Linked DNA regions of Mus musculus: all the other regions are linked to region 7. Evidence: chromatin contacts called from public HiChIP or PLAC-seq and promoter capture Hi-C data. All regions are on one chromosome and are shown on one strand. Each heading gives the region's core, a stretch centred on a gene start, on an enhancer-like site or on the middle of the called end of the contact. The rest is flanking DNA. Distances are from core to core; before and after follow the strand shown.

Evidence for each region. Promoter capture Hi-C pulls out the DNA fragments that hold promoters and counts their contacts. HiChIP or PLAC-seq counts read pairs in DNA pulled down with a chosen protein or histone mark.
Region 1: a promoter capture Hi-C map of pre-B cells shows a contact between it and region 7, with 3 times the contacts expected there. The contact joins the promoter of Akap10 here to the promoter of Natd1 in region 7. A contact is called at or near these places in 2 of 39 promoter capture datasets (liver and pre-B cells).
Region 2: a contact with region 7 is called in a promoter capture Hi-C map of pre-B cells, with 3 times the contacts expected there. The contact joins the promoter of Nt5m here to the promoter of Natd1 in region 7. A contact is called at or near these places in 2 of 39 promoter capture datasets (3T3-L1-derived adipocytes and pre-B cells), 1 of 484 Hi-C or Micro-C datasets (B cells) and 2 of 115 datasets of contacts at active chromatin or transcription factors (forebrain and pro-B cells).
Region 3: a promoter capture Hi-C map of liver shows a contact between it and region 7, with 2.8 times the contacts expected there. The contact joins the promoter of Flcn here to the promoter of Natd1 in region 7. A contact is called at or near these places in 5 of 39 promoter capture datasets (the 3T3-L1 cell line, erythroid cells, liver and 1 more) and 2 of 115 datasets of contacts at active chromatin or transcription factors (large pre-B cells and pancreatic cancer cells).
Region 4: a contact with region 7 is called in a promoter capture Hi-C map of pre-B cells, with 2.8 times the contacts expected there. The contact joins the promoter of Rnf187 here to the promoter of Natd1 in region 7. A contact is called at or near these places in 2 of 39 promoter capture datasets (erythroid cells and pre-B cells) and 1 of 115 datasets of contacts at active chromatin or transcription factors (embryonic forebrain).
Region 5: a promoter capture Hi-C map of liver shows a contact between it and region 7, with 5 times the contacts expected there. The contact joins the promoter of H3f4 here to the promoter of Natd1 in region 7. A contact is called at or near these places in 1 of 39 promoter capture datasets (liver) and 1 of 115 datasets of contacts at active chromatin or transcription factors (embryonic forebrain).
Region 6: an HNF4G HiChIP or PLAC-seq map of pancreatic cancer cells shows a contact between it and region 7. The contact joins the promoter of Zfp867 here to the promoter of Natd1 in region 7. A contact is called at or near these places in 1 of 39 promoter capture datasets (liver) and 1 of 115 datasets of contacts at active chromatin or transcription factors (pancreatic cancer cells).

What each region holds. Positions count from the first base shown.
Region 1 is chr11:61,928,071-61,931,748 of GRCm38.p6, forward strand. Akap10 (A kinase (PRKA) anchor protein 10) reads right to left here and starts at 2,187. Exons shown (of 15, transcript NM_019921.3): 1 at 1,919-2,187. The coding sequence starts at 2,006.
Region 2 is chr11:59,846,758-59,850,952 of GRCm38.p6, forward strand. Nt5m (5',3'-nucleotidase, mitochondrial) reads left to right here and starts at 1,316. Exons shown (of 5, transcript NM_134029.2): 1 at 1,316-1,615. The coding sequence starts at 1,373. It also overlaps a transcript of Cops3 not described here.
Region 3 is chr11:59,807,273-59,811,320 of GRCm38.p6, forward strand. It overlaps Flcn (folliculin), which reads right to left and starts at 2,767. Exons shown (of 13, transcript NM_146018.2): 1 at 2,388-2,767; 2 at 528-643. Gm16062 (predicted gene 16062) reads left to right here and starts at 2,808. Exons shown (of 2, transcript NR_045686.1): 1 at 2,808-2,989.
Region 4 is chr11:58,937,647-58,941,365 of GRCm38.p6, forward strand. Rnf187 (ring finger protein 187) reads right to left here and starts at 1,260. Exons shown (of 4, transcript NM_022423.2): 1 at 749-1,260. The coding sequence starts at 1,138.
Region 5 is chr11:58,960,170-58,963,833 of GRCm38.p6, forward strand. It overlaps H3f4 (H3.4 histone), which reads left to right and starts at 1,542. Exons shown (of 1, transcript NM_001318003.2): 1 at 1,542-2,104. The coding sequence starts at 1,643. The coding sequence ends at 2,053. Trim17 (tripartite motif-containing 17) reads left to right here and starts at 3,612. Exons shown (of 7, transcript NM_031172.3): 1 at 3,612-3,664.
Region 6 is chr11:59,470,397-59,474,005 of GRCm38.p6, forward strand. It overlaps Zfp867 (zinc finger protein 867), which reads right to left and starts at 2,078. Exons shown (of 4, transcript NM_178417.3): 1 at 1,945-2,078. The coding sequence starts at 1,971.
Region 7 is chr11:60,911,322-60,915,056 of GRCm38.p6, forward strand. It overlaps Natd1 (N-acetyltransferase domain containing 1), which reads right to left and starts at 2,471. Exons shown (of 3, transcript NM_025294.5): 1 at 2,308-2,471. The coding sequence starts at 2,404.

The DNA.
Region 1 (3,678 bases), core at 937-3,436, 1.0 Mb after region 7:
GACTACAAAGCCAGACTGTCTTGACTCCCAACCCCTCAAAAAGGTTGTTTCTAGCTCTCTTGCCACATTCAATCTCCAGAAATCATCTGGAATAATCTTTTTACTCCTTAAGTACATTTATTTATTTTGTGGGAGTGGATGTACCACACAGCACATGTGTGGAGGTCAGAGGACAACTTAATGGGAGTTACTCTTTCCCTCCACCATTGTGGGTCCTGGGGCTCTAACTCTGATGGTTAGGCTGCACAGCAAGGGTCTTTATCTGCTGAGCATCTGGCTCTAGAATAAACTTTCTAAGCAAATAATCAGATCACCCTTTATTGTAAGGTCACCTCTCTTCAAAAGCTTTACAATATATTCTCTCTGCATTTGGAATAAAACTCTCGATAATGTGGTGTCTGCCTATCTGCTTCTCTATGCCTCAGCCACAGTGGCCACCTTGCCTTTCCTAAAGGGCACCAGCTCTTTATTCCTGGTACCTCCAGTGTCTTTCCTGACCTCTCTAAAGTTACATTCTACTACTGATCCTCTAGTTTTACGTTTCAAGGTTACATACTGAATTCTTCTAACATCCAACCAAAATAGGTTTTTCTTCATAAATTAGTCTTTCATTACACATCATTCAATTTGTAAGTATATACACACTTTTTTTTTTGGCCTTATTTATTGCCTGCCTTCAGCATCAATGAGTTTCATAGGTACAGAGACTACGTCCATATAACTATTTCATGACACCCTAAGACAGTGTCTGGCAGACTGGACACTCGACAGTGTGTGTTAAATGAACAGACAGAAGTCTGTTGTTCAACTTGAATTAGTCCCATACTTAGAATGCATTCCCCCCCTTAAAAAACAAGCACCACAACACTGTCAACCTAGGTACATTAACAACTCCAGAGATATTAAGACACTTTACTGATAAAGCTTCCTATTATTTACCAGTTTCATTCATTCCCTCACCTAGCATCAACAGACAGCCTCAGTCCTATGAGGCCTTTAGGAATCATCTGATTCTCAGCTGGAAAAAAAGTGGGTTAACCGGCTGTTTCGGGTTACAGAGTTTATGAAAAAGCTATCACGTGAATACAAGTCTGATTTGGTGTTATGTTTAAAAAAAAAAAAGTCTGTCTGATACATCTTCTCAGTAAGAATGAAGAGATACAACCACCTCCACCTAAAGAGATTTGATTGATCAATTTGTGTATGTATATTTAATGAAATACCATAACCCTTTCCAGGATCAAAATCACCTTGCCTCTACTTTAAAAACTAAGTAAGCTTTTACAACTGGACATCCGAAATCTAAGTAGTTCGTTTATAGTAGCAGCAACGGTCTCAATAATTAGTAAAGTTGCTCAATCATCAAAAGCAGTAGTCTTCTGAATACGGAACTTCAGTAGTAAGAAATTTTATTTTAGGAATAACAGTGGGCCCCCTTCCGCTCTCCACCCCCGCCCCCAAAAGAGGAAACTAGAAAATAGCGCTAGTTGAAGAAATAACAGTTGCACGTGGTTTTAGGTATAACCCCCCCCCCCCAATATTCGGAAAAGTCAAGACTTCCTATAAGTAAAGGGATTTCCTTGATCTTCATCCACAGTGCGCGCGTGGATCACACACACATACAAACCTCCAGAAACCAAACACACCAGGAAAACCTTTTCTTTAGCCAACAGGTGTTAATTTCTATGGGTTTAAGCAGACACTTTTGGCCCAAAGCGACAATGCCCCTCGACCTCGCTTGAGGAGGCCACCTTCTTCCCTGCGGAGTCCCGGGCAGCACACTGCACCGCGGGTGTCGGCGCCGAGGCCGAGCGGCTCATCGAGAGCCTCGCGGCCGCCCTGACAAAACCCTTGCAGGTTTGCTGCCCCACCGCTGCCCGAGACCCGGCTCACCCCCCGCCGGCGACCCCTCGGCTACCTTTCCGCCGGAAGAAGGACATGGCGGGGCCCGGGTCGGGGCGGAGGGCGCGGGGGGAGTGTCGCGGGGAGGGCCCGGCTCCCCTCATTCAGCAGCTGGCCGGGACTTCCGGGGCCGCAGGAGCCGCTGCACTAGTCCGAAAACAGCCCCTTCTTCCGGGTGTGGGCGCTGCCGCCACCTCGGGATGCCCCGGCAGCTGCTGCCGCCATGTTATCAACAAGCCACCCGCTTAGAGTTCCGGTCCGTCCGCGCGCGGGGCTTCACGGGAGGCCCCGGCCCCGCCTCCTCCTGCGCACCTCCTCCCGCGGGGCCGGGGCGCGCGCCCGCTCAGCCCACGTGACCTGGCGTCCTCGAGTCCGCGAGCCCTTCCCCCTGGAGGCTTCGGATGACAGCGTCTCTTTGCTGAACCTCCTCCTCTTCGGGAAGCCCCCGCCAGCACTGCTGCGCAGCCTTTTCGCGGAATCTTGCTAAATGCCGCAGGCTGCTTGGCAGCTTTACCCTGCCAGGTCCCCGGGGGATGCAGGCGAGCCTGCAGGACGAGGAGCTGCTCTTATGTAGCTCCCGAAGCTCCCTCCCTCAAAGTGACCTCAGGAAGGAAGGAGAAAAAGAGTGGTAGGCTCATTTTCAGATGAAATCCCTACAGATGCTCAAAACAGAAAGAGCCAGCAACCTGAGCCTCAACAGAGGGCTATTTCTTCCGTTCTTATTCGAAAGCCACCTTCCTATAAATCTTCTGGCTTTCTTAAAGCTTACCCACCTTTAGCGCCCTGGATGGATGGCCACTATAGCTACAACTACTGTCAAAAGCGAACCAGGAACTCGTGATGCACACAGTTGCTGATTTTTATGTTGGATCAGCAAAGTCTACCTGAGACAGAAGGAAAAACAAGTGCAGAAGCGGCAACTTGCCTGATTATTCGGTGTGTTAAAACAGGAACTAAGTAAAGCCTGGAGTCTTAACCATATTATTAGAGCAGGTTAATAAGTTTGCTAGTTTTGTTTCCAAGCCTGTTTGCTAAATGATGAAAAACCATCATAGCTAAACTTATTTATAACATCGTGCACAGATACCATACTAAACCCTCCAGGTTAGTAACAGTCTTTAAACTTGCTCTTGGTATGGAGGAAACTAGGCCAGCTTTCAAGGTCACGCTGGGCAGGAACTGAAAAGGAGAGCAGGGCTGTGGTTGCCCCATGTGAGGTAATGGTGTGGAGGTCTGAGATGATTTGGAAATGAATATTACACTCTGGGCATACCCCTCCCCTATTCCCACCCACTGCCCACCCTTGAAAACCTTTCCTTGCCTAAGAATATTAAGGCAAGCCAGGGGAGGTGCTCTGGTGGTGAAAGCCTTTAACACACTTGGAAGGCAGAAAGAAGCCAGTGGATCACTGAGTCCCAGGTCAGCTTGATTTACTTAGGGAATTTTAGGCCAAGGTGAGACTGTGTCTCAAACAGATAAAAACAAAACAAGGCGTTGAACGATGGCTTAGCAATTAGGAGCACAGACAACACTTGCAAAGGATCCACAGTTAGAGTATCTACTCTGTTCTTAGGCAGAATGGGTGGTGTGTCTTACATTATTCCTTTGCCTTTCCCTTCTGGAGTTCCAGTCTTGGCAGAGACTGTTTTGTATTTGTTAACTATTGGTTAGCTGATCAGGGCAGGAGGAACACCAGACGAATGAGTGAGAAAAATCCCTTAAATGAGCAAAAAGTCAATGGGGTTGAGGGGAGGGCTCTGGCTCCATTAGGATTTC
Region 2 (4,195 bases), core at 66-2,565, 1.1 Mb before region 7:
TCAGTGCCTCTAGATTCTTGTCTCATGAACTTAGAGAATGAAGTTCATAGATGACAAGGAGGGTGAGTTTCTTTAAAGATATTTATTTTTCCTGAATGTATGTATGGGTATAACACACTTGCCTGGTGCCTGAGGGGGCCAGAAGAAGGTGTTGAATCTCCAGAAACTGAAGCTACAGACTGTTGTGAGCACTGTCTCTCTTCCATGTTAGCATGTCTATCAGTGGTGGTTCCTTGTTGTGGTCTTATTTAGGCAGCCATATTATTATGGAAGTTTTTCTGTCATTTCCAGAAAACATAATCTCACAACAGATTGTCTGGTCCTCCCATGTAACTTGCTTGGCCTTTTGGGACATGAGCTTTCTAGCTTTGTCTTTATCTTTCTTATTTTGGAAACATCCAGCCATCCCTCTTCTCTTTAGGACAGAGTCTTTTTAAAAAATCTTTACAAACATCCTGTGTATCCGTCTGTCTCTCTTTCCCTCCCTCCCTCCCTCCCTCTCTCTCTCTCTCTCCCCACGTTTTGGCAATATGTATGTCTGTGCACCACATGTGCCCATGGAGGCCAGCAGAGGGTGCTGTATGCATCCCCTGTGTTCAGAGTTGAGAGGATTGTGAGCAGCCAGCAGGGTGCTGGGAATCTAGATCAGGAAGGACCAAGATTTAACATACAGAGACCTTTCTTTACCAAAAATACCTTCATGTTTGCATCCTTTAAAATATTTTTTCTACCTACTAATTCCTTTTTTTTTAATAACATGAAGCACAGTAACAAATTTACAGACATATTTGGAGATTCACTATTGAATCCAGTGATGTTAGGATGGACACAGAGCATCTGTTTTTTTTAGAACCTTTATAGATTTGAAGGTTACACCTCTGATAGCTTTAAATTTTATAAGGTTATGGTTGCAAACATTCAGCATCTATGAACAAAGAGGATCACACACAGCAGGTGTATCTGCCTTTACCTGTACCTAAAACCTGAAATCCTCCCTGTCTATACTTGGGAATGACAAGCTGTTTAAAAACCTGTACCCATAATCCGGGATGGCTGGAACTTTGTTGGGCTCAGAGCTCAACGAAGTAAGCGCTCAATAAATACCTAAGGATTTGTTCCTCCGGTGGTGAGCTCCTCCATCCACCACTGCCTCAGTAGGAAGAGTGCTCCAGTCTGGCTTTCACAGGCGGCTGTAACCTGGGACTGGATGTCCCAGGGCGATCAGCACCCACGTCGCGCTCACCTTCTCTGGGCGCATGTCCCTTTAAGGGCGGCGGGGCTGCGCGCCGGCCTCGCTCTGGGCCGGAGCCTGCGCGTCCGTGTCCGCGGTGGAGGCTGCGTCTGCCGCGGGCCCCGGGCGAGGAGCGGGGCGATGCATAGGCTGCGCGGCTGCTGTGCGCGTCCCCGCGGTGCCCCGCTACGGGCCGAGCGGAGCCGGGCGAGCAGCCGCGCCCTGCGGGTGCTGGTGGACATGGACGGCGTGCTGGCGGACTTTGAGGGCGGCTTCCTCCGGAAGTTCCGCGCGCGTTTCCCCGACCTGCCCTTCGTGGCGCTGGAGGACCGGCGCGGCTTCTGGGTGTCGGAGCAGTACGGACGGCTACAGCCTGGGCTAAGCGTGAGCACCAGCCGGCCCCGCAGCCGTGCCCCGCGGGGAGGGGAAACTGAGGCCGCAGCTGTCCAGCCCCAAGCCAGCTCGACTCCTCCAATGACCTTTGGCGGGTTCTTTGGTACCACACGGATCCTGGGAGGACTAGGGCTACAGGGCTAGAGGGACCAACCATTCAGCTGTTGCTGGGTTTCCAGCTATCTCCTTAATCCCCCTTCCCAGCTGGACTCCCTTTTCCCCTCTCTTCCTCTCTCCTGCCGCTGCCCTTCAGTATCCACTTCTTCTAAATATTGGAGATTGAACCCAGACCTCTGTAGACTAGACAGGCTCCCAACCACTGACCTACATCTCCCATCCTCTTACTTTGTACTTTGTCCTTCATTCTCACTAGCTTCCCTAGGCTGCCCTTGAACTAATTCACTGTGTAGCCTAGGGAGGCCTAAATTTTTGATCCTCCTGTTTTATAGTCTCTCAAGAAGCTGAGACTGCAAGCCATGCTGGGCTTGAATTTTAAATTCTTGGTGTGTTTGGCCTCAGATAATTGGTTACATTAAAAACAAACAAAAACAAAAAACAAAACCGAGCATTCTCAGTCTCTTACCCAGACATGGCTATCCCTCCCAATGAAATTGACAGGAGTGTCTTTGCCATCCTCTTTTACCCCATGGAAGCATAACTTTGAGTGATACTGTATGCTAGAGAATGTGACTTGCAGAGTGTCACATGGGGAGTCGGACTGGGAAGAGTGAAACTTCCCTCTTGACCAGTGTAAGGTTTTTGGTAAGACCTTGGGCACCACTCCCCCAACCTTCCCATCCCTCATGGCTAGACAGAGATCCAGGCTTTTTGGTAAAGTGTAATTTGGAGACTTAAACTATTCTATGAAAGGAATAGGGGGATTTGCTCAGCATAAACTTAGAAACTCCAGCGTTTCTCACTTGGTTGTCTAGGGGCTATAGTGCTTGATGGTCAGAGGAGTGTTTTTTGTTTTTGTTTTTTAACTTATCAGGTTTGTAACATCTCGTTCTTCACAGTCTTCCAGGACTGAAGGCAGTGAGGTCATGAAGAAAAAGACACACAGAGAGCTGGGCTCTTTTCTGGAGAAACCACAGCACTCTTGGAAGCCCAGGGTGTTTGTAGGGATCAACAGAAAGGCGGGTGTATACGGATGGGCAGGGATGGGGACAGAGGTGTAACGAAACAGGGGAGGCAGTCTGCAGGGGGGAAACATTCAAGGGGGAAAGCTAGAGTGGCCATTCTCTGCATATACTGTCAAATTCTATACTTGGACCAGAGGAAGGCTTCTTCATGCCAGGGGATGGGGGTGGGGCTTTGCCCTTCCTTCATGGGTCTGAGGTTCTGGGGTGCTGACACAGCTCTGCCTATGTCAGTGACAGCACATTGCCTCAGGACTTCACTCAGCACTCTCTCCATTCCCTTATCTTGCTGTGGGAAGATGCTCCTGTTTCCTCCTTGCACACAAGGAGACCTGCCATCCTGCCATCATCACATCACGGGGTAGTAAGGAGCGCAGATGGGATTCAAGCCCCAGCAACACGTCTGCCTGCTCCACACAATTCTCTCCAACCACCCTACTGCCCTGTTCTCTGTTCTGCTTTCTCTTTTGATTTCAATACAGTACGGGGGTGGGTGGTAATACAGCTCAATGGTAGAGGATTGTCTAGCTAGTACAAGACTCTAGGGTTCTGTCCTAGCACTGCAGCTCTGCACCCCCAGCTCCCAGGCCCCTACATGATAAAGAAGGTACCTCCACAGTAATTTGGTTTACTGAGGGACAGGTATTTAAAGGGGACATGGGGTATCATTTCTGTTCATTCACAGATGGTACTGCTGCAAGCATCTCCACAGAGCCCAGATAGCTGATCTCTCCCGTGCTGAGACCTATGAAAGCTTTAAACCTAAGGAAATGCTCTGTCACCTCAGCAATCAACTGCTGCACTGCATAGGGTTCACTTACAGATGGCTGACCAACATTTGAATTTGGGGGACATAGTTTCCTTGTAGGAATATATTAAATTTAGTTTTATGTGTGTGGGTGTTTTGCTTTTATATACACATGTGCATTGTGTACAGTCCTGGTGTACAAAAGGTCAGAAAAAGGTATCCAAAGCCTTAGAACTGGAGTTACCATGTAGGTGCTAGGACTGAACCCAGGTCCTCTGCAAGAGCAACAAGTACTCTTAACCTCTGAGCCGTCTCTCCAGCCCCGGGAATATACTAATGGGATAAAATGAAATCTACCCAGACTCTGCAAGCTGACTTGTTTCAAACCGTACCATAGAGAGGAGGAGGAAAAGGAGGAAGAAGAGATAGAGATGGAGGAAGAGAAGGGAAAGGAGAATACAATGAAGGTTTAGGGGTTTAGCTTACCAGTAGTGTTTGCCTAGGATGCGTGAGGCCCTGGGTTTTCTTAGTACCATAAAACAACAAAGAAAGTAGCAGTGGCTCAGTAGCCCCTTGTATAGATATTCCAGGCCCAAAAGGACTAATTCCTGACTTCCAACTGCAAAATGAGAAAGTGTGTGGCAGGAAGGGCTGCAGGGACGGGAGAAACCTACTGGTTTCCGC
Region 3 (4,048 bases), core at 1,517-4,016, 1.1 Mb before region 7:
TGTCCACTGACGTTCCCAACACAAGGAGGGCCCCAAATGACTTGCTCATCGAGATGACCACTGTAATTGCAGAAACTGGAGGTCACCAAGGAGGCTCAGGCAGGACCACAATGAAAACGGAGCCTACGAATTGAAGGGCACAGAAGGGACTCAGGGATCACTCCATCGAGGTCGAGGACTACTATGGTTTAAGGATCATGGTGGCACACATCTGGAATGGATGCACCAGATGCCAGCAGGAGAATCACTCAGCTGTAGCTACATGGAATGTCCCAGGCCAGCCTGGGCTACAAGAAACATGAGACACTGTCTCAAACAGAAAAAGAGCCCAGTGTGGAAGAGGATATGAAGCAACCAATAACAGAATAAAGACGCTGGGGAAATAAGAGAGTCAGGACCCAGGGCAGAAGCACGCATCCTGGAAACGGGGCCACGTCCTTCTTAGAGGGGCATGCAAGGAGGAGAAATAAGCACCCTTCAGCAAAGCATGCACGTGCACGGCCCAAGTACGGAGTGTCAGTACCAACCTTATGCTTAGCACATCACAACTGCACCATCCCGCCTAGAGCAGAACATGTACGAGGCCCGCCGGAAGAGTCAGGTAAGCAAGCTGCACTATTCGAATTCAAAGACTTGAGGTTGTCTAGAGAAAGAGAAAACAAGAAAACAAAAAATCAGACCAAATTCTGAGAGCTAAAGCTCTTGCAGCGTGAGTCGGAGCAGCTAACAGTCAAATCAGGGACTGTCAGGAGGAGCTGGAGATTTGTATTTGTTGTTGTGCTTTGGATCTTAAAAAACAAAAATCGTGCCGGGTGTGGTGGCGCACGCCTTTAATCCCAGCACTTGGGAGGCAGAAATAGGCAGATTTCTGAGTTCGAGGCCAGCCTCTTCAACAAAGTGAGTTCTAGGACAGCCAGAGCTACAGAGAAACCCTGTCTCAAAAAACCAAAAAAACAAACAAACAAACAAAAAACAAAAATTGTGGGCTTGAGAAATGGCTCAGTGGTTAGGAGCACTGACTGCTTTTCCAGAAGTCCTGAGTTCACCTCCCAGCAACCACATGGTGGCTCACAACCATCTGTAACGGGATCCGATGCCCTCTTCTGGTGCTGACTGAAGACAGCTACAGTGTATAAATAAATAAATAAATCTTTAAAAAAGAAAAAAAGGGGGTTTGTCCAACAAGAGTTTCGAATCTTCTGGTTACTCATTCCTCAGCCCAGGCAGCCCCTGGAAGACTGTAATGGAACCTACATGACACTCCATTCTGCAGCCACCGAGAAACCTACTACCTGAGTTTCTAATCCTTCCCAGCCCGTAACACCAACTGTCACTTATCCTCTGGAAATCCTCCTGGGCACTGGGCAACAGGCTTCTCTGACGGGATTGCATATGGCGTCTGAATTCCGGTGAGGAAGGAGCCTAGGTCTTCTGTTACTCTCCCAATCCCAATGTCTACCACATTCTTCTACCACAGGAGCCGGCTTCTGGGAGTGTGCCTAACCACCCTTTCCTAGTAACCTTTCGAGCTGAAGACAGTCTCCTCAGCGTCATACTTTGAGAGGCAGGCTGTGCATGTACGAGATTTGCTCCCGCTGTCTGAACCACAAGCCTGGCAAACGAGACCCACACCATCCTTCCCTGGTGTGCCCTAGTTTTTCCTCATCTCTATTTCTTGTCTTCTCACAGCACCAGGCCACTAAGAGTGCCTTGTAGGCAAACAAGGGGTTACAAGGATCTCCACGGAAGTCAGCAGGAGCTGTAACTGTCTCCCACAGGAAACTCACTGATCCCCCTACTACACTAGCTAGTATAGAGTGGGTAAGAAACTCAGCAGGGAACTTTATCTCCAACTTAGAACCACTCCCCTCTCTACTACTGCCAACTTCAGCAGGACTTCCTTTAAAGAGCACCCAGTCACTTGACACTAGCAGAGCAAACACTGTCACGTGCCATGTCCTCTCTACTGTTTAATGACAACTATGATAGCTCGGCACTGCCAGCAATACACTAGCTGTAGTCTTTCTCTCTGCCGGACACCATGGGTGGTACCAGGCTTCCCCACCCCCACCCCCGAGAAATGGAAATTCACCCTATACTTGCAGTAGGTCCTCCTGGCCCCCTACTGTTATGGGCCACTTGTGACCTCAACGGCGATCCACTGGCTAATCCCAGGGCTAACCATTTCTTCCAACGCATGAGGACGAGTTACCCTGTTAAGAGTGGAGAGAAATGAGGTGTCTTGCCTGCCCTGTCCTCAGACGGCCATCCTGCTAGAAAACGGAGGTTGACTGGCAGGGCGACGTCCCCAACAGTATTCAGTCAAACTAAAGCAATTACCCCAAACGGGGGGTGGAACCTGCCACCTCCCTCTCCCAGGTGTTTACCATCCGCGCTTTCCATTCAGCCCTATGGCCCAACACCAACCCAGCTGGGGCGCTTGCCGCCGTCTCCCGGATGCTGGGCCGGAACCCGCTCGCAACTGTCCTGGGGCTGTCGCCACTGTTCTGCCCCTCGGCAAGTGCTAGCCCGTTCCGCAGGCCCTTGCACTGAGCCTTAGCGCGTGACCCAGCCGGACCGAACCATCCGCAGGCCGGCAGAGGGCAGGCAACGCCAGTGACTAGCCGGAGCGAGCAGCGTTGCGTCCCCCGCAGGCGACTAGGATGTGCGGAGCCTTGCTGTGTCACGTAATGCTCCTCCAGGCAAGGAATCCAAGCCCCTCGGCCACGCGCGCCCCTCGGCGCGGCAAGTCGCCCCGCGGAAAAGCGTAGATGGTTCCGGCCGCCGAGAGAAGCCATTCTGCAGGGGTGACGTCAAAACTGACATTTCAAAAAAGTCAGAGAGAATTAGTCAGTCCATGCCCTGTCCCTACCGAAGAGGAAAGATTTGCGGAAAATTTCCTCTGGATTCTGGGAGTTCTTGGGACTCCACTCCCTGCCTGTAAAGTTGCAGATCAGAGAAACCGTCTCCCCTTCGAGAGAAGTGGAAGGTACGGACAGGTCCTGGGAGGGAGGAGGGTACAGAGCGAAGCAGGACCACGCATGTGCACGGCTCAGTCTTGCCCTGAGCCGGCCCTATCTTTGCAAACTAGCTTTCAAAACAGTTCGTGGATTGTGGGGTTGTTTTCTCTAAGCCCTGGGTTTGATTTCCCGTTTGGGGATGAGGGATGGAATATTATTTAGCTACTTAAAAATTAATTTTAAGCCGGTCAGTGGTGGCGCACGCCTTTAATCCCAGCACTTGGGAGGCAGAGGCAGGCGGATGGATTTCTGAATTCCAGGCCAGCCTGGTCTAAAGAATGAGTTCCAGGACAGCCAGGGCTACACAGAGAAACCCTGTAAAACCAAAAAGAAAGAAAGAAAAGAAAAAAAAAGGATTTTAAGGGCTGGAGAGATGGTTCAGCGGTTAAGAGCATTAACTGCTCTTCCAGAGGTCCTGAGTTCAATTCCAAACAACCACATGGTGGCTCACAACCATCTATAATGGGATCCAATGCTCTCTTCTGGTGTGCATGAAGAGAGTGACAGTGTACTCACATTTTAAAAATAATAAAAAAAAATACATCTTTTTTTAAATGAATTTTAAAGCTATTAGTGCATACCATGGGCCCTTGAAGACAGATGAGAACAGAGCTCTGGGCTTGAGCCTGTAACTAACGCTGCCAGCTGTACACAGCGGCCAGCGCTGCCAGCCTCCGCTGTGTACACGAGGACGCCCAGAATGTGGTTATCCGGAAGTGGGAAGCTTCAGATGAGTAGAAGTTGATGAGTTGGTATCTGTTTGTTTTTCAAATCACGGGGATCGGATTCCTTTCTCTCTATTTCAGCTTTCGTGTTTTGTTGGAAGAGGGAGCAGGAGGAAAAAAAATATGCAAACTTGTGTTCTATAACTTTGTTTACTGCCTGGTAAAGATTAAGGAGTGCAGGGTGGAGTTATGGTGTTAGGTATTGTCTTGTGTGTGTTTATTTTTACCAATCCGATTATTCCTGATACTGTGAGTCATCTCCTGTCCTCCACGAGGCTCTTCCCTACCCTTCTCCAAGACTAG
Region 4 (3,719 bases), core at 10-2,509, 2.0 Mb before region 7:
AGGCTCATGGTGCATCATTGCAGAACATAAGGATAACAGCACCCTCAAACACGCTAAGCTACGATTTTCTCTCCTGTCGGGCGGAGACCACGGCTTTCCTACCTGGCTATTCAGACATCTCTCTCTGGGTCAGGGATGATACTCTATCTAGATCCCTGCAACCCATCTTCACACAGAGTCTAATAGTCGGTTTCTGCCCGGTGGCAGGTGCTACGTGCAATGACCAAGAGAGTATAGCAGAGAAGGTTCCTGAATGAGGTGGACCGACAGCCCCTCAGAGGGCTGCAAATGGTAACTGGTAGACCAAAGACCACTCTCAGGTCTCCATAAGCAAGTGGATGGGCGGGGCTTGCACCGATGAAATCACACCGGGATAGGAGCAAGAGGCCTTGAGGAATGGGATCGGGACTTGAGGGGAATTCGAGAAAAATAGAAGTCTTAAGGTTGTATAGAGATAAGGCACAGCTAGGCCAGAGACCTGGGATGAAAGGGGGACGGAGGAGCATGCGCTAGAGATAATAGCTCGAGGGACATAGCAGGGTCCGGGAGACAGATAATAGAGATGAAGGAAGGCAGAATCACGGACTCCAGGATCCAAGAGCCCCTAGCATGGCAGGGTCCCCGGGGAAGGGAGGGTGCTGGGCACCCATGGGATGCGGGAGAGGGAAGAGGAGGTCAGCACACTGATCGAATGCCTGACTCCAGGTAAGCCACAAAGGTGGACAGTGTGCAGGGGCCCCTCGCGCACCTTGCCGCGCAGGGCCTTCCTCCAGCGCGGTTCCCACTCCGGCGGCTCCGGGCCAGCGGCCATGCGGCAGGCGGAGCACAGCGGATCCCCGTCGGCGCGACAGAGCAGCTGCAGCGCGGCCTCGCTGGCAGGGCCATCGCGCGCCGGCGCCGCGGCCGCCTCCTCGAGAGCCAGGAGGCGGCGGCTGAGCGGAGGGCGGCTGGGCTCTACGGCGCGCTGCCAGCAGTCATCGGCACACTCCGGGCACGGGAAGGGCCCGTCCTCCTCGGCCCAGAAGCGCACCACGCACGCCCGGCAGAAACGGTGGCCGCAGTCGGCGCGCACCGGTTCGCGGGGCGCGCGCTGACACAGGGCGCAGATGGCATCAGCTGGGCCCGCGGGGAGCGCCAGGGCTGCGGGCGGCGGCGCCGACGAGGGCGCGGGCGGAGAGGGCGCAGAAGGGCCGAGGACCGGCCGGAGATCAAGGCCGACGAGCCTCAGCCTACGACTCAGACCCAGACTGCGCCAACGCCGGGCACGCGCGCGCGCGGGGCGGGGTCCTGGCTGCCGTGCGCTCTGACGTCCAGGTCCTGGCAGCTGCGCATTCCTCCATCCAGGTCCTTGCAGCTGTGCGCTCTCATTTCAGGTTCTGGTATTCGCTCATCGCCCTGCCCATGATTGAGCAGCTGAGCTCTCTTCCACACTGGTTCCCGTAGCAGCTCACGACCTTTGTCCTGATGGTGTCAGTCGCGGGCTCCAAACCCAGATCCTTACAAAGATACTCCCTGTGTCCTATAAGATTACTCATCCTGCAGGGTACTGCCCCAACATCATGAATAATTGCCCATCTCCCACAGATAATTTGGGAGGTGGTCTGTCAGGAAAGGCTTTTCCAGGGTGACTTATCGCTATACCTTCAGCCCTGAAGCAGGATAAAACTGGCTAGGTAGGCAGATGCCTGTGTAGTCAACCAGGAGTATGACCAAATTAAGATAGCGACATAAAATGAAGTCAGGGAGTCTCACTGTGCACACAGAACAGCAGCACGTTTTGCAGGAAAGCACTCTAAAGAATATTGTGTTAATACAGCTGTAGTCAGCTATCTGCAATGTGTGACTCTTCAGACTGAGATTGCGGATATAACTGTAAATGTGACTGTGGTGGTTTGAATATGCTTGGCCCAGGGAGTGGCACTATTAGGAGGTGTGGTCTTGTTAGAGGAAGTGTGTCACTGTGGCCGTGGGCTTTGAGACCTCACTCTTAGCTGCGGGAAACAGTCTTTTGACTGCCTTGGATCAGGATGTAGAACTCTCAGTTCCTTCTCCAGAGCCTTGTCTGCCTGGATGCTGTCATGCTTCCTGCCTTGATAATGGACTGAACCTCTAAACATGTAAGCCAGCCCCAGTTAAATGTTCTTTATAAGAGTTACACTGGTCATGGTGTCTCTTCACAGTAATGAAACCCTAACTAAGACAGTGATGTTGCCATTTATATGCTCCAAACACTATGGCAGCAGCCACATCTGTACTAAAGCTATACAGCCCTTTTCTGGTCATTATTTCCTAGACAATAGAATGAAGATTTGCACAGTATTCACATCCTGTTAAGTATCATAAGTCATCTAGGAAAAAAATATTACATAGAAAGATGCATGTAAATATTATGATGTTTTAGCTGGGTATAATGATACATGCTTTTAATCACAGCACTTAGGAATTAGAGCTGGCAGTTCTCAGTGAGTTCCAGGCCAGTTTGTCTACACAGTGAGTTTCAGGCCAATCAAAGCTATATAGTAAGACCCTGTCTCAAAAATAAATAAATAAATAAATAAATAAATAAATAAATAAATAAATAAAAGTGTGTGTCTGTGTGTCTGTGTCTGTGAGTGAAAGAGAATTGTGTATGTGTGTGTGTGTGTGTAAGAGAGAGAGAGAGAGATGTGATGTGTGTAAGAGAAACATTTTATCTGAGGGATTGGAGTGTCCTTAAATTGTGGTATCCTTGGGGGTTTAGAGCCAACCTCTTCAACAGATATAGCATTTATGTATAAATTAATTAAAATTAATTAAATAAAAAATCAGTTGTACTTAGGCACTTTCACACTCATCTAACTGACCATAGCCAGATCCAACATGGTTCTCAAATTGTTACTGAGGTCTGGCGCTCAAACCCAGGGCATTATGCATCCTAGGCAATGACTGTACTTTTAATCCCAGCAATTGGGAGATGGAGGCAGGGAAATCGAGTTCAAGGCCAGTTTGAGCTACAAGACAAGACCTTGGCTTAAAAGAAAAGCCAAACCAAACAAAGATAACAACAAAAACCATAGCATGGATGGGAAGCAAGGATGAAGGACACGTGGGAAGATACGATGTAACCTGGAAGGTGGCCCAGAGCATGGGCATCCCTGACACCACCTACAGTCATGGCCAAGGTATACCTGAAAGTGCACTCTGCTAATGCCATGTTATGTGGAAAGAAATGCATAGCAGCGTGAATGGCTAAGCTTTAAGATTAGTTGCCCTTATCAGAATTCCACTTTGGGGATCAAATGAAGGGCCTTGCATATACTGGGGAAAACCTTCCCCTACTGAGATACATCCATAGCCTATGAGCTGCCTTTAATATTTGATTCTATGGATAAACATTGAAAAATATCTTATCCTTTTGAGTTAAAACATTCAGCAATTCTCTGAGAATTCCATACCCACTTGAGGGTGTGTGTTACTGTCTTCTACATAAGCCTCTCTCTTCCTCTTTTTAAATTGATTATATTTTAAGATATTTATTTCTATGTTATGTGTATGAGTATTTTGCCTGCAGGCGTGCATGCACACCACATGAATACATAGTACCCAGAGAGGCCAGAGGAAGGTGTCAGAACTGGACTGATAGACAGTTGTGGGCTGCCGTGTGAGTGCTGGGAATTGACCTCAGGTCTTCTGCAGCAAAGTCAAGTGCTCTTAACCACTGAATCATCTCTTCAGCATCT
Region 5 (3,664 bases), core at 292-2,791, 2.0 Mb before region 7:
CCCTCAGAATTTCAAGCCCTGTGTGTGTCGCCGATGTCTCACAGGGTCGTACATTCCCAGAGGCAAGAGTTTCGGTTCTTTCTGAACGTGAAGCTATTTTCCCTGTCACTGTATCCATAAGCTGGCACTAGAGAGTGGCGCGGGCCGGGACGTCCCGGTTCCTGGGCACCACCAATGGACGACCCACGTCCTCCGGTTGGCGTAGCGCCTACCCGCGACCGCACACCGCAGGCACGGGCTCGGGATTCCCCGCTTTGGCGTTCACCGGCGTCAGTTTAAACTACACATACACGTTTGGAAGCAAAACACCATGATTGTCAGTGAGTTCTATTTTTTAACCAAATCCGTAAAGATGCACCACAGTTTGATTTCTATCCTTTTCTGGACTCACGTTTTTTGAAATTATGTGGACGACATTTCTCATCCTCTGACGTGATCTAAATAATCATTATTACTATTGTTTGATACCCTGATTGTGACCTTTGGGGGAATCCTTGAATACAGCCCATGTTATCCTTGAAAGCCTTTGCTTCAGAAATCCTTTTTTTTTTTTTTTTCCTAATTTTCTTTCAGATCTAAAGATGTTTTATTTTGTTTGATAAAGCGTCATTTCAGTGTACTCTAAGCCTCAAAATTATTATCCTTCTGATTCAGCTACCGAGTACTGAAGTTATAAGCATGGACTACTGTTCTTTGAGTCATATCTTCTAGTTTTTTTTTTTTTTTAATTAACGTACGTTAACTGTGCTTAGTAATGGGTTTCATTTTGATAACTTCACACACACACACACACACACACACACACACACACACACACACACACCAGCTCTCCCCTTTTTTTCCTCTTCCCTCTGGTCCCTTTCTCTCTATAAATACCACCCCGACCCCATTTTTATGCTTTTTTTTTTTTTTTTTTTTTAATCTAGCTTCCACATGCTAGAGAACCCATGCCATGCTTTTCTTCCTGCCTGGATCCAGCTTACTTAACACTGTGATCTTGAGTTCTTTCCATTGTTCCAGCAAACGACACAATTTCTTTTCGTTTTTCTCTTTATTTTTTTCCATCTCTACCCCTCCCTATTTTTAAAAAATAGTGTTAATACTATGTAGCCCTGGCTAACCTCAAACACACAGATATCCACCATCCTTTGCCTCCCGAGTCCTGGAATTAAGCTTAACTGCTGAGCTACCTCCAGCCCTCGCCCCCAGGGGCGTCCTCAGACCAGGTGGATGTTTTTTTAGTATTCCAGAACTCAGGAAAACTATGCCTCGTTGTTATATAAAGGAAGCATGCAGAAAGGTTCTAGAAGGTTCTTTGTGTCTTGGGAGTCGAGGCAAGATTGTTTTGTTTTTTTATTTAACAACAACAATAAAAGCTCCAAGAAAGCGACTTGAGTTTTTTCCACAGACCCCGCTGCCCTCCTACCGAGCCGCAACTAACAGTTCCAGAGTCCACACCACTCAGAGAGAATATAAGAGGCAGGGTGTAAAGTCAATCCCCCAATGGACCAATCAGAGTGCAGCATCCCATAATGCCACCTGGTGGGCAGCCAATAGGAATGTAGCTGGGTCTATAAAAGCAGTGCTACTCGCCCCCCACATTGTGCACCTGAGGAGCAAGGGAGGCGGACGATTCAGGAAGATGGCACGCACCAAGCAGACGGCACGGAAGTCGACGGGAGGCAAGGCTCCGCGCAAGCAGCTAGCCACGAAGGTGGCCCGCAAGAGCGCCCCGGCCACCGGGGGCGTGAAGAAGCCGCACCGCTACCACCCTGGCACGGTGGCGCTGCGCGAGATCCGGCGCTACCAGAAGTCCACCGAGCTGCTGATTCGCAAGTTGCCATTCCAGCGCTTGGTGCGTGAGATCGCCCAGGACTTCAAGACCGACCTGCGCTTCCAGAGCTCCGCGGTGATGGCGCTGCAGGAGGCCTGCGAGTCGTACCTCGTGGGGCTGTTCGAAGACACGAACCTGTGCGCTATCCACGCCAAGCGGGTGACCATCATGCCCAAAGACATCCAGTTGGCTCGGCGCATCCGCGGAGAACGGGCTTAGGCTCCCACAGGCACCGCTCATGAACCCAACGGCTCTTTTCAGAGCCACCCACAGAGTCAGAAAAAGTGTCTGTAACGTAGACTTAGGTGTCCTGTCTCCTCAGGAGGTGAAGACAAGGTGGCCGGCAATCGAAGTGTCTCCCCAGATCAGTCTAGAGGGCTTAGCAGCTAATCCTTGCCCATTGAGCTATTTGACTTGCAGCTCCGTCCTATTCTAACCTGCCTTCCCTTGATAGGTATAGTGGCCTGAGCCCTTGTACTACAAGATGATGGTTGTGTTGCTGACTGGTTTTACCAAGTGAAGGTAGCTCCTACCGGCAGTAAACGTGCTATGTTTGCATAGTTGATAGTATCCAAACGCATCTGCTCAGTAACCAAGTTACTTATGTTTTGTGTTTTAAGGCTCATAATGCCTGGTATTAAAAAGGCTAGCTATTCCTGTACTTGAAAAGTTGGCCTTTCTCCTGATGGAAAGCCCAGTGAACTGCCTTTGATTAAAGTTAATTTTGCCCATCTGTTAACGGCGGCAGCAAAAGAGTCAGGAAAGTGTTAACTTACATATTTCCAGGGGACACATCCAGAGAATCCTGTCTTAAACGATTCCTGTAGGGTACGAAAGTCTAGCTGTTGTCTTGACTCAACCTGAGTTGTAAGCAATAGGAACCTCTCTTATCAAAAGGATGTTTTGCGCTGGAGTTTAATTCTCTGAGCCTTGGTTTTTCATACTGTCCAGTACTGTATGACTTCTGAGCCATACAAAAAGGGTGGTGTTCAGAGATGACCGGCATGGAGACTAACCGGCTTGATCAGAAATCAAACTGGGAGGAACCCGAGATGGTTAACTGAACTGCATTAGTGGAGGGCTGAGGGGAATAGCCTGAATAAGCCTGTGAGGTTAACACAGAAAACTTTACCTCTCCTTTGTAGTGGAATCACTCATTAATGCCAATGTTAAATACATAAATTACTCCTAGGGTGTGCATATAATATAAGTATGCAACTGAAGAGTTTTGAAGCCCATTATGTCTCCAAGCCCAGGGATGGGGGAGCAGGGGAGGGCAAGGAGGCAGAGGGGAGGTAGAGGGGGGCAGGATGGGGGGGTGGGTGAGTCTAAAGACTGTTTGTGTAGCCTTGGCTGTCCTGGAACTCCCTCTGGCCTCAAATTCAGAGATGAGCCTGCCTCTGCCTCCGCCTCCCGAGTGCTGAAATTAAAGGCAGGGATCACCACCTCCCAACTTTGAGTTGCTAATTTCTAAATTGCCCCCTTTTCATTTTCCTAGCCTCAATCCATGCAAACCCGACCACATTTTCCCTGCATTCCCCACCTGAGTCTCCACCTAATCTCTTTGCCCTATTGATCTATTTATTGGTCCCACAAATATGGTCTAGCGAAGCCATATTTCTGTCACCGCCCCCTTCTCCCTGGCTCCACCCTAAGCAACGAAGCCCCCGCCTCCTCCCTTCGGTGTAGCAGCCTCAGCCCCGCCCCCGCGGCATCTCTGCCAAGCAACCTGCCTGCGTGAGTTGACGCCACAATGGCCCTCTGCCCCAGCTCCTGGTCTTCCCTAGTGCTGTAGCACAAACCCAGCCTTTCCCCCATGCGGCGCACTTG
Region 6 (3,609 bases), core at 828-3,327, 1.4 Mb before region 7:
GTGCTGCTCTGAGGCCCACATTCACCAGCACCTAACTAAACAATGATTCCTAGGAGTGGAGCTAAGCTTAGAGGGAGACAATGTCCCTAAGAATTAACTACGGAGCTGGAGAGACGACTCAGCGGTTAAGAGCACTGCCTGCTCTTCCAGAGGTCCTGAAGTCAATTCCCAGCAACCACATTGTGCCTCAACCCATCTATAATAAGATCTGCTGCCCTTTTCTGGCCTGCAGGCATACATGCAGGCAGAAGATGTATACACAATAAATAAATCCTTTAAAAAAAGGGGGGGGGGCTGGCGACATGGCTCAGTGGGTAAGAGCACTGACTGCTCCTCCAAAGGTCCTGAGTTCAAATCCCAGCAACCACATGGTGGCTCACAACTACCCGTAATGAGAGCTGATGCCCTCTCCTGGTGCATCTGAAGACAGCTACAGTGTACTTATGTATAATAATAAATCTTAAAAAAAAAGGAGGGGGCTGGAGAGATGGCTCAGCAGTTAAGAGCTCTAACTGCTCTTCCAGAGGTCCTGAGTTCAATTCCCAGCAACCACATGGTAGCTCACAAGCATCTGTAATGGGATCCGATGCCCTCCTCTGGTGTACTGAAGACAACAATAGGGTACTCATATACATAAGTATTTAAAAAACAAGGAAAAAAATGAACTATTGAGATGAGGACTATTCGATTGCTCCAGCTCCAGGTCCTCTAGCTGCTCCTCGAAGAGGTTTCACCCCAGATCTCAGGCTGCTGTCTAAGTGGATGATGAAAGGTCAACTTTAGGCTAGGACATATGGCAGCTATAAGAAATTTGTCAGCATCTGGCAGTTCTGAACCTGGGACCATTACTAATAGGAAATGAAAAAGATATTGTGTCAATTTCTATTTATTTAGCAACGAAAATAAACAGTAATGGTTGTCACTTTTAAAACCTTTTACAGTAGAAGTTGGCATTTGAAAATACTGGTACTGAAACTGTTGGGGGCGGGGGGCACTGCAGAGATGGCTCAGTGGTTAAGAGCATTTGTTGCTCTTGAAGAAAGCTGGATGGAGTTCAGTTTCCAGCAACCACTTTGGGGCAGCTCATAACCGCCCATACCTTTAGCTCCAGGGAATCTGACACCGTCTTCTGACTTCCTCAGACACCCACACACGTGTGTGTATCCACATACAGCCACAAATAAAGGCGGGATGACCGCCTGGCATCCCGGCCTTCACTCTGCCGCTGAGGGCACAGAGATAAGTTATGGTCCTTAACCTGCAGTCACCCAGGATTCATGGAAGGACAGCCCTTCACAGAAGCAGGAGCTATCTCCAGAGAAACACCTAGTCCCCTTCAGGTCTCAAATGAGCGGAGACAAAGATGGGCGGGGCCCACCTTACATTAGGCTGCTGTGTTTAAGCTTTTTTTTTTTTTGGTCTGGCCTTCCTCTATTTAAGCCTAAAGCTCCTGTCCAAAGATCAATTGGGGTAGGAGTGTCCTAGACCCTTCATCTGTCCCGCTTCTACGGTGCCCGCACTGACGAAATCTCTCTCGGCTTTTTCCTACTAACCAACCATCGATGTCCTGAGACTAGCGGGGGGACGGCCCTAAAGACTGGAATTTTGGGACTTCACTGTGAACACGGGGGCGTGGGACAGGCAGGCGAAGAGTAAATAGATTGAGACCCCACTTTCCAAGACTCGGGAAAGCCCAGCCATGGCTGAAGGGCGGGAACCCACAACCAAGAAGCCAGCGTCCCAAGTCCTAAGGTGGGTCGGCCATGACGCCCCAAGTCCTGAGGTGAGTCGGTCAGGCCGCCGCGAGGGCAGATGGGAAGCGAGGGGACCCAGGACACCCAGGACACCGGACAGCACCGGGATCGGGCCGCAGACACCAGCTACGGAGGCCTTCCCTGCGGCTGGTACTGGTTGGCTGTAGCCAGCGTCGGCCGGAACGCTCACCATTTCCGAATTTCTGCTGTCCCGCATCGTCGTCGTCTGCACCTCATAAGGACGCTAGCTACAGCGGAGCCACCATACACAACTGTGAGCCAGACATAGAACCTGAAGAAACGGAACCTGAACAAGAACTAAACAGTGAAAAGAACCAAACACCGCGAGAGTAAAGCATCCTGCCCCGCCCCTCCGCTCGAGCTGCGGCCTGATTGGACAATTCCACTCTGATAGACGAAGGGTTTGGACACGCCCCCAATCCTTGAGTGATTAGGGATGTAATCTAACCTTTGACAGAGAGATACTTACGGGACAAGATTTGTTTGCACTCTAGCAATGGCCCTGCCAGGACAGGACACACTTGTACTTTACCTACAGAAACATATCCATGGAACAATAACATATAGATAGATAGATAGAGAGAGAGATAGAGATAGAGATAGATAGATAGATAGATAGATAGATAGATAGATAGATAGATAGATATACACATATACATACACACACACACATATGCTATTTACAACTGGAAATTCCTAACATGACAATTATTTGAAATTTTTATTGTGAATACATTGAGACAGGGAGGGTCTCGTGTAGCTTGCCTCAAATACAGTTCAGGCCAGCCTTGAACCCCCGGATCTGCTTGCCTCCATCTTTGGAGTGCTAGAAGGACATGTGTGCTATTATGCATCACTGGGGATCCTGCTAAGGACTTCTTGTATTCTAAACAAGGACTCTGCCAACTGAGCCAGAGCCCTCATTTTTAAAAATTTAGATGTCATAATCTTCCTAGCTTGAGGACTGTAATGGCTATTGTTGGTTGTCACCTTGGCTACGTCTAGAATCAACTAAAACCCGAGAGGCTGGGAATGCTTGTGAGCGATTTTTCTTGACTGGATCATCTGAGGTTAGAGGACCTACTCTAACCCTGAAGCACACCTTCATGACAGGCTATATGATGCAATGTGGAAGAAGGAAGCTCCTGCTCCTTACCTGCTTGTCTCCCCTCCCATTGGCAAGTCTGTCTCCCCTGCCACCAAAGCATGCCTTTGCTGCTATTAGAATCTACTTCTTTAGGGTTCCAGTGTCTACTGAGGACCAACAGAGACATCCGTCCCCATGGGTTGCCCACAGCTCTCTGTTGGGGGACAGCTAGTATCGAACTAGCTGAACCACAGCCTGTAAAGCACTCTAATAAATTATATATATACTATCAGCTCTGTTCATCTAGAGAGCTCTGGCCAAAACAAGGAGCTAGCCTGAGCTTTAAAAGGGAAGGCACTCCTCTAAGATAGCAATGTTGAATAGAAGTTTTGTTTGTTTGGTTTTTTTTTTTTTTTTTTTTTTTTTTTGGTTTTTCGAGACAGGGTTTCTCTGTGTAATGTTGGCTGTCCTGGAACTCACTCTGTAGACCAGGCTGGCCTTGAACTCAGAAATCCGCCTGCCTCTGCCTCCCAAGTGCTGGGACTAAAGGCATGCGCCCCCACTGCCCAGCTTCGAATAGAAGTTAATGAAGGGCCACATCTATAATTTTTTTTTAAAGGGTGAAGCACTCCAATGCCAATTTATTTTAATCGGGCTCTGTGTTATCTATGGTTTGCCTCTTTCCCTTATAATCGCACAACCTTTGAAAATTACATAAGTTGTAATGATCTAATACTATTAATAGCC
Region 7 (3,735 bases), core at 1,221-3,720:
ATTTGACCTCTACAGGCACTGGAATGTATGTTGTCTGTACATACACACACACACACACAAATAAAATAAAAACAAATCTTTAAACACATACACATCCGAGGTTCCATTTTGGACTAGTTGTCCATCAGCCTTGTGCCTTGGTTTCCCACCCATGGAACAGTGGATACACGCCCAGCATTTTCAATCTGGGGTCATGTAGACTTGAGTTCCAGTCTCCTCCAATCAACAAACTTCCTCCATGTTTCCTGTCACACATGCTCAGGACTTAGACGTTTCTTCACACCCCTGATCACACTGCTTGGACTTGTGCAGCACCCAGCTCCCCACTGTCATACCCCACAGTGCGCTTCCCATCAGCACAGCCTTAGGGTTCCTGGTCCATGGCATCTGTCCTCTTTACAAGGCATTTCAGGACCCCACAGCACTGAAGGTTGAAGCCACACCCAAGCTCACATTTCTGGTTCCTATATTATTTGCCTCCTTGACCTCTTAGCCTTATCCTACCTGTCACGCTCTTCTATGCCTGCACCACTCCTGGCTGCTCTGAAACACACAATGGGTACTGCAGGGCCTTTGCTCTCAAAGGTTTCTTTCACACAGTGCCTTTCTTCACAGCTACAGCTGTTTCTTGTCTCTTTCAGGTCTCTACTTAAATACCACCTGCTTGGAACTTAATGCCAAACAGTGGCTCTGCCCCAATAGACCCTTCCTTCTGCCTGACCACGCCTCCCAAGGCCTTGGTTTTATGAGATATTATGCAATTCATCTGAGACCCATCTCCTTCTTTAGACTGGCAGCCCTACAAGTCCTGGGTAAATAGTAGGTACTCAGTAAACTGTTGGCCCAGGCTGTACAGGAGGAGCCGAGGCGAGGTTGCCCGCCTCTAGCAATTCTGTCTCTCTGTCAACGGGGCAGCAGATTGCAGAACGGTTAAGTTTAAGGATATCATTTGTTCATAGCCAGCTCTCAAGAGTACTGTCCTTTTGACTGGACCCATTTGGAAAAGAAAGAGAGAGAGAAAGAAAGAAAGAAAGAAAGAAAGAAAGAAAGAAAGAAAGAAAGAAAGAAAGAAAGAAAGAAAGAAAGAGAGAGAAGCCTAAGGCTTCTGCCTTTCTCTTTATGGATCTGATGTGCCTCCACAGTCCCCAGGAACTAAAAGCCTCACTGGAACTAAGAAAACTTCAGAAAAGAGGATCTGAAGAAAAAAGAAACAAAAAACAAACAAACCCTCAGATAAGGCCTCTCAAGGGATCAGGGCCAAGTGTCACAGTCAGCTGAGCTACCATCAGCATGACAGCAGGACTTGTTTCTCTACGGAAAGAATAGGGCAAGGGGCAGCTGGGCCCTGATTTGAATATGCCTCTGGTCTTGTTAAAGCTGGGCAGGTCCCATTTCCTGCACTCCCAGCCTCAGTTTACTCATCTGTAAGTGGGGCGGTATGTCACAACACAGGAAGTGATAGCTGCCCCCACGGTGGTTAGGTGGCACAAACGGGAGACCTGGCCTCCAAGTGCAGGTCACAGAAGGTTGGCTCAGGAAGTCAGGATAGGCTGCGTATGCTTGACTGCTTACAACCTACCTACTGGCCGACCACACTCAAGTGGTGCATCCTTCCAATCAAAATAATATGGGCAGTGGCTAAGTCGGGTCTCCCCAGAGGGCCCAGCTGGGAGGAGTGGGCTACAGAGAGCTCAAGGTCCCATATTCCACAATCTTTTCCAGCCCTAGAATCAATGGGAGGAGTGTCGGTCTGCTGGTACAAACGCTACAGATGAGGCTTTGACTTCTCTATCTGTTGAAAAGTAGCCATTTATCTATGTTTATCAGCACTTGCTGTGCACCAAATGTGTCATTCTGAACTTTTACTGCCACAGCATCTCATCCAAAGCGGTTTGCACTCCAGCTATCCCCATTGCAGATTCCGGGAGACCGATGCACACATTGACTAGACAAACTGGCCAAAGTCTCAGAATCACCTACCCGCCTCCTCCTCCAGGCCACATATTCCCTAGGTTATGCCCCAGGCCCCTGCAGGCTCCTCCACGGCGGCAGGAAGCAACCGAACACCCGGGGGGTGGGGGTGGCAGGCCACCAGTGACCTGCTCTCTGGGACCCAGGGTGGCAGCCCTCCGTCCGCGATGTCGGAGGCCGGCTGCGCTAGCAGGTGCGGGCTGCCCGGGCAGACGCGCTCCGGCGGTGCCAGTCGGGGGGTTCGGGAGCCCTCCCGCCCCGGGATCCATCTGTCCGTCCGCCCGCAGGTCCCGCCCCGTCCCGCCCGCGCGCGCGCAAACAAAGGCAGCTCGGTACCGTTGAGGCGCACGGAGAACTGGCGGCGTTGGCGGTCGTGCTCCACGCGGATGGGGCCGCCCTGCTCCAGTGCGCTCGGCGGGGTAGCGTGCGCCATCGCGCGCGCCGACACTGGGGACCGCGGGCCGCAGCGAACTGACTCTTCGGCGGCGCGGGCCGGAGAAGGGGGCGGGGCCGGAAATCAGCTGTGAGTCACGTGCGCTGCGCGCACTGTCTGTTTGGATACATTCCTGGCGTCTCTTAAAGAGACCGCGCTGCCCGTTTCGCTCGCGGCTTCAACAATGATGTGCTGGTCCATCCAGGGCGCCGATTGTCCTCCCGAATGCCCCAGAATGACTTTTAGGACCCACACGGACCCATATGCAAAACACGCAATGACCTATGGGGTAATTTAGATCCTCCCCGCGACAGCCATTTAATATTAGGCATTAGCCTCACTGCAAGCCTGAGGCAATAGATAACGTCAAATGCAAGGTGTTGACAGGCAAACCTACTCTCTGCTGGAATCGTGCGGGCTGGAGCTATGCAGCCCACCCACTCGGGCAGCTGTAGCTGATATTGAGAGATTACCCCTAGGCATGTTTGGGACTGGGTGAAAAGCCACCCCTCCCAAAGAAAGCCAGAAATATGAGGTCCCTAGGGAGCTAGCTACCCAGGAGCCAGTGTTTCTCTAGAAGTACAGTATTAGGAAAGCTTGCCGACCATGGATGTTCACAGAATCATATTCTGTTAATTACCGTGCAAATTTGATGTCCACATCTATGAGACCACCACACAGACATTAAAGTTTGAGTACCTCAGTGGAATGCTTGAAGGCTGTAACTTCAAACCTGTACAAAATGTGTGTCTGTGTGCGTGGCGGGGGCTGGGGGTGGGGGAGAGGCGGGGGACAGACCAACAAGGAAGCATTTTACAGCTAAATGGAGATCTCCGTGGGCTCCCTTCCAATTGATTTCTTCCTTTTGAAGTAGCTATGCTCCCTGACTTTTAGCGCTATTGACTAAACAGCTTTTCCTAAGAACATCCTATTTCTTAAGAACTACACAGTATTTACCTTTTCGTATCTGGTTTCTTCGCTTCCACCTGTCATCAGCTGTGTTGTTGCTGCTATCATGTTCACCAGTGTGTCAGAGATTTCCCAGGAAGCAGGTACCAGTTTTCCATCACGTGTTAATGGGTTGTTGTGTTGTTTTGGTTTGGAGCTGCTATGAGTAACAGGCTGTGGATGTCGTCTGGCCAGCATTCCCTTAGGGTAGCTCTCAGGAATATACTGCCGAGTTTTATAGCCAGTGGATATTTTGTTTTGTGAAAAACTGCAAGATCCTTTTCCAAGTGTACGACCTCACATTGCCACAGAGAGTTCTGTAAGTTGCAGTGGGCATTTTGTCATTAGTGGCAGTGACTGACTCTTGAACCTTTGCCCAGGCT